Linked DNA regions of Gasterosteus aculeatus: region 2 is linked to region 1. The links are chromatin contacts, called in public Hi-C maps. All regions are on one chromosome and are shown on one strand. The core of a region is the stretch at or near the end of the contact, and the rest is flanking DNA. Distances in the headings are between cores, read along the strand shown. Region 1 holds the start of thumpd3 (THUMP domain containing 3). Region 2 overlaps srgap3 (SLIT-ROBO Rho GTPase activating protein 3).

What was found. Hi-C and Micro-C count contacts between places; a contact is called where the count stands out from the background.
Region 2: a Hi-C map of tail fin shows a contact between it and region 1, with 3 times the contacts expected there. The contact joins the enhancer-like site here to the promoter of thumpd3 in region 1. A contact is called at or near these places in 4 of 6 Hi-C or Micro-C datasets (skeletal muscle, tail fin and whole body).

The regions. Positions count from the first base shown.
Region 1 is chr17:9,789,982-9,792,988 of fGasAcu3.hap1.1, reverse strand. thumpd3 (THUMP domain containing 3) reads left to right here and starts at 1,516. Exons shown (of 10, transcript XM_040204630.2): 1 at 1,516-1,640; 2 at 2,083-2,400; 3 at 2,601-2,678; 4 at 2,753-3,007. The coding sequence starts at 2,164.
Region 2 is chr17:9,846,730-9,849,736 of fGasAcu3.hap1.1, reverse strand. It overlaps srgap3 (SLIT-ROBO Rho GTPase activating protein 3), which reads right to left. Exons shown (of 22, transcript XM_078092068.1): 17 at 2,720-2,947; 18 at 2,507-2,580; 19 at 355-535; 20 at 72-221. Among protein-coding and RNA genes, the nearest start is that of rad18, 11 kb to the left of the region's middle. Within about 2 kb of position 1,531, at least 2 of the 9 cell types and tissues checked have open chromatin away from gene starts, as enhancers often do.

The DNA of each region.
Region 1 (3,007 bases), core at 267-2,766:
CTGCCGTCAATCAATCATCAAGCACTCCTACTGAAGAACATGACATTTTGTTCCCTGAAAAGTATAGGCTCACATCTCTGCTTGTCTTACTTTGTCATATAATACACACTAAGAGAACAATTTAAAGAATAATCTCACTCTCAACACTGGAAGACAATTCCAGTATAAAATTCTGCAGGTGTAGCTGTAGAATTCTGCAGCTGTATATAGAAGCACCTCATCCGCGCTTATCTGAATTATAAGCAAGTCAGACAATACTGTTTGATCTTCTGTCCGAGCCTCAAACCTTGCAGCTGAACTTTTATTATTCAGTTCATTTTAACTGTGAGAGCTTGTCTGATTATTCTCTCTGCAGAGAATAAGGAAAATATGTGTTGCTAATGTTTTATTATTCAAAAGTTTTCTTCCTGTACTCCGTGCAAAATTGGCCATCTGTTGTGCAGAACTTTTCGTTCTTTGACACAAACACACGCCCACTCGTCTCTAAGACTTTACACGTATGAATCAGTTGGAAAGTAAATAAACTTGACCTTTAATAAATGGTGAGAAAAACAACAAAACATGTTCCATAAACACGATTTATGTGGTGTGGAGGGGCAAGGAATACGCTACAATGCTGGCGTATTTTTCTGTCAGTTAGGCATTCAAGTAATATAATTTAATTTTAATTAAATGTTTTAAACCTCACTCAACCACAGTGAATTCGAAAACGGGTATGGTACATATAAAATTATAAAAAGAGCAACTATTTATTTTCTAATAAACAGACAAATATCTCACAGTTACGGCTCTAACTTGCACTGCACAGATGTTCAATTAATCACACAAGCAAATACGACACAGAACAGTACACAGATATTCTTAACACAACTCTCTACACAAACGTCTGTTATTCTGCTCTTTATTGTGTCGTTTCGAAGGTGAACGGTTTTGCTCAGTTCTCTCAAACCACAGTTTGTTCGAAACTTATATCACAGCGCCCTCTGTCGACTACCTGTTGGAAAGTTATACCCGGAAGTAGAAGCCAGTAGAAATGAATGGAAGCACATTGGTAAGAAGAAACAAATTGACCCAAACTAGATTTCCGGTTTGGGCATCTAGCTTTCACAACAAAACCAAGGCTATGCTAGTTTTAATGATTTGCATTATGATTTAAGCACCATGCCCAATTTATTACGGTCATATAATAAATAGTGACGGTTACGAAACAAAATCAATAACTCTCATCTCCAAGTAAGTTACAGTTGTGATTAGATTAGATTTTTTTTGTCATGTAATTATAAAAGTATTTATATTAAAATAATTTAATGAACAATACTAATAAGACATATAAATATGGATTTCATTGGCCATGATATACTGAACTAATTTACCGTTGTTTGGGGAAATAAATACAAAAAGATACGGTTCATGTGCACGTAATAAGTGTTTACATAGTTTGCACATGATTTGTTTACACTATTGTAGAATAGACATGACACTCTTCCCATTTCCTTCAAGAAGTATTTTGACATTTGGCCACATTTGAAAAATTACCTTTGTGGAGATGATGCTTTTATTTTGGAGTATTTCTGCCGGAAGTATTGATGTTGTTGCTGGCTGAGAGGAAGCGTGACTTTTGTCGCCTCGTGTCTTGACAGGTTGGTCGAATTCCAGTTAGCAAGTTTAATAAAACTAACTGTTCTGCTATTTTCACCTGCTGCTACGGCTCAGCCGGGGCGCCTATCACATTAAAAAGTGCCAGAATGGCGGCGTAAACGAAGCTCTTTATCGGTGGCTAACGTTAGCTTGTTGTTGTGTCGTAACAACTTTTTAGCACCTCAAAGCTAACTTCACTATAGCCAGCTAACGTTAACTAAGGTAACCAGTATGATTGATTTCCCTGCAACAACGTCACATGTTTATTCACTTTGTTTAATTCAACCATCGTCTATGCAAACTTATGACTCATAACAGCCCACATGTATATGTTTATAACACTTAAAGTTAGCTTTGTAGCAAATGGCTCATGCCTCAGTATGGCAAAAACATGCTGTAACGTCAGCAACTGTTTAAATAACGTCACTTCTCTTCCCCTCCAAGGGCTAAGTTACATGTGCTCCAGCTGTGCTACACATCATCCAGGTACATCTCATCTGGTGAGGCGCAGCCCACAAACACAGCATGTCCTCCCAGGAAGGCGGGGCTGCAGAGTCGGGCCTTAACGCAGCTGCAGCATCCACCTCTCGCTCCGCTATGAACGATGGCGACGTCCTTGCTGTCACCATCGGAGCGACCGTGCCTACAGGATTCGAGCACACTGCTGCAGAAGAGGTCAAGGAGAAAATTGGGGTCGATGCACAAATCGGGAAAGATCGTGGTCGCATCTACTTTCCAATAACCACCGACAAGCTTTCCCAGGTGACAATCCTGACATCAACGCATGCCCTTTTTCTTCTTCGTCGTTGCTCGCTGACAAACATCATAATATGCATAGAAAAAGCTTTGGTCGATATACATATGTGTGTGTGTGTGTGTGTGTGTGTGTGTGTGTGTGTGTGTGTGTGTGTTCAAACACTGATCTTTATCCTGGCAAACTTTTCTGTTCTCTAAAACTCTAGGTACATCTTCTGAGGTCTGTGGACAACCTGTTTGTGGTGGTTGCGGAATACGATCATTACCCATTCAAAGAATCAAAGGTAACCTACGAGCATCATTGTTCTGTTGTAGCTGCTGATTATTGTGAGGGTTAATGAACACTGTGTTTGTGCAGGAAGAGACATTGACGGAGATGATGCAGCTCGCCTCCAAACTCCCCTGGACTGATGCCTTGGCGGTTTGGAAGCTAAATGGCAAATTAAAAAAGAGGAAAGGCTACCGGAAGGGAGGAAATGTCACCAAAGCCAAATCCAATTGTGAGGTGACGGATGCGGCCGTGGACGACACCGAGCAGCCAAAGCTACCTCAGGCGCTGTCTGCTGCCGGAAGCCAGACTAAAGCAGAGAGCACTGCTGCCATGGAGACCAGC
Region 2 (3,007 bases), core at 282-2,781, 57 kb before region 1:
TGGGAAAACTCCTCAATATCCCTCACGAGAACTTCTCTTACGAGTTTGTGTTATTCTTATTTGTTTTTCACCTCCCCATGACTCCTCCAAAGTTGGAATCTGGCGATTGTTCACATGGTGATGGAACGTCGTTTTTGGATGAACCCTTGTCATCCAGCAATGGTCCGCTGCTCGCTTCGCTATCTGCTTTCTGGCTGAGGTTATCTGAGAAAGCATCGTCCCTGAAAGAGAAGAGGCACTGATGGTGAGCGTAAAACACACATATAAGAAGAACGCGTCGCGTATGCCGACAGCAATTACTGATGATGATTCTAAATGTAATGACTTGACACGAGATAAACTGCTGTTACTCACAGGTCTTGAACTACAATGTACTGATGTGGGATGAGGCCATCCACACCATTGTGACGTCCCTCCCACCAGTCTTCAGATGCTCTGTGATACAGTAGCAGAGAGGCTCCTTTTTTGAATGACAGCTCTCGGGGAGTCCGTCCGACGTAGTCAAACTTGGCGATGGCCTCAATCTGTTCAACCTCTGAAAACATAAATAAACATATATCAGCAAAACAATTTACACTCCTGGATGTTACCCCCAAATGTTTGTCATCTCACTCAGTTCACACTGCACATCCCTCAAACATAGAGCTAAAATATAACAATCCTTCATAATGAAAAAGGATTCATCAATAATTACAAAACGCATGATTGCATGACAAACAAGCACTACTGTTCAGACATGCTGTATGAGAAATAACTATTTTAGCTCACGAGTCAGATATATTCAGAGGGTTTTGCATAGTCTAAAAAGAAAACCTAGTCTTGTATTTCAGCAGCCAGCCAGCAGATGTCAGCCAGAGTCAACTGTATGGTGACAGCAATTAGCTCTTGCCAAGAAAGTATGAAAAATAAATGAACCAAGGGGAGCAAAGATGTGGAGGACGACAATCGCAGTTGGGAGTGAATAAAGATAAAAACATGTTTTATTCATATTTGATTTAAAGTATTAACAATTGAAAAGGTACAGAACAGTTTCCTAGTTCTGAAACTATCTTGGTTCTCTTTCATTCAAAGGTTGCTGCTGCAGGAAGAAACCAACTGATCTGGCTACACAAACCACAGTGCAACACCTTAGACAGTGAGGCCACGTAACAGCAGCACGGAGGTCTGCAGCGGCAGAATCTACAGCAGTCAATCAGTTGGTGTGTCTTTTACAAGTAAGAAAAGAAAGGGTCAGGATCCCTCATTACAAATGCAACCAACAGCACAAATGTCCCCCCGTTCTGACCTCACGCACTCAATATACAAACACGCATGTGAACACTACCTCTTCGCATACGATAGATATTATTCTGTTTACTACACTTGTTTTGGCTTTTGTGCAAAGCCCAGTTATGTATTCAAAGCTCGGAGGATAATTGGGGGAAATAATGCACAAAGGAGAAAGTCTCAGGAGAATTGCTGACTAACACTGAACAAAGAGCAAGTGGGGGAAGCGGGAGGAGAAAGACTCTCTCTCTCACACACACACACACACACACACGCACACACACACACACACACAGACAGATCAAGGAGGAAGCACTGCATGCCAACACTGTTACTCAACTTCAAACATCACAAAGGCTTTTGCAATCATAAGCTATTGCAGCACAGAACTCATCTTTCAGTCAAAATCCCTCAGTGGAAAAGGTAATTCTATACAACTATCTTATCCTCAAAGTCGCCTTACAGCAAATATTATGCAAAATCCATCCGATACTTTTTGCCAAAATGTGAACCTCTTTTGGATTTTCTATATTTTCTAAGTATGAAATAGTCACACGTTTAAAAAGATGGTGTATCAGATAACATAATTTTACGCTTGCTCTGATATCGACTAACAATTATCATTAGACACAATCTGTCAGGAAAAATAAAAAAAATAGCCCGCGTGAAGATTAAAACCAGTGCCAGCAGCTCCGTGCACCTGTATGTGCGTTTCTTTTAGTTGTATAATAAGGTCTGCATGCGAACATGCTCACAATAATAACATTAACTTGATAACTTTAGCTCGCAGCAACCATCTTAGTTTAGCATGTTAGCATGCTCATAGTTGCTTATTAGTAATAAACATAAAGTACAGCTACTTGTTCACAAAGTCTAAAGTATTTAGCAAATTAAAGAAAAACTGATGGTTAAGTTACTAGTTCTTCTTGAGGGGGGACAAACGTATCTGTACCACCTTTAGAGGTATGGAAACAATCATTGTCGAAGAACTCAAATGTCAACATGTTGGTTAAAAGTCAAAAGATCACCAATATCAGCTCATTGTCATGGACCATGAATTTCTGAACTGAATGTCAAGGCAATCGATCCAAAGGTCTCTGCCTGGACCCGACTCACAAACAGAGAAACGGACCCATAGGCCCACATTGCCCAACCCCCCCCCCCCCCCCCCCCCCCCCCAGGGAAATAGCTGCGTAATAACAACTCCTCCGCTTGAAACATGGCAACATGATGTACTGACCGTCATCACTGGTGTGTTGTTCAGTTCCATTGTCAGCCTCGTCAATAGCTCCTGGTTCACTATGGGGGCTGTCACTGTGGGAGACAATGGAGAGGTTAAATAGACGTTGGAACAATACAATGATACAACAATACATAAAATAAAACCCTTTTCTCTGAACCAAAACAAGCGCAGTCATAATACAAGTGTATTTTTCTAACCACCAGTACTCACCAGTACTCCTCCCCCCCAGTCATGCACTTCTCATACACCGGGCCGTCCAGCTCACGTTGATTGGGAAAGATGAGTTCATTGTGGATGATGATGGTCTTGATGACCTCGTTAACATGTGCCTGGCACGATACAGGGTCCTGCCCGTCTGGGATGGGCATCAGGGTCGGACCAAAACAGATGGCCAAATTGTATGGATCCATCATGTTCTCGTCACTGTACTGGGAGAGACTGGGGGGCGGGGAAGGGGAGCATTGTGTATTTAAAGATGTAAGCAAACACATAAAGGTA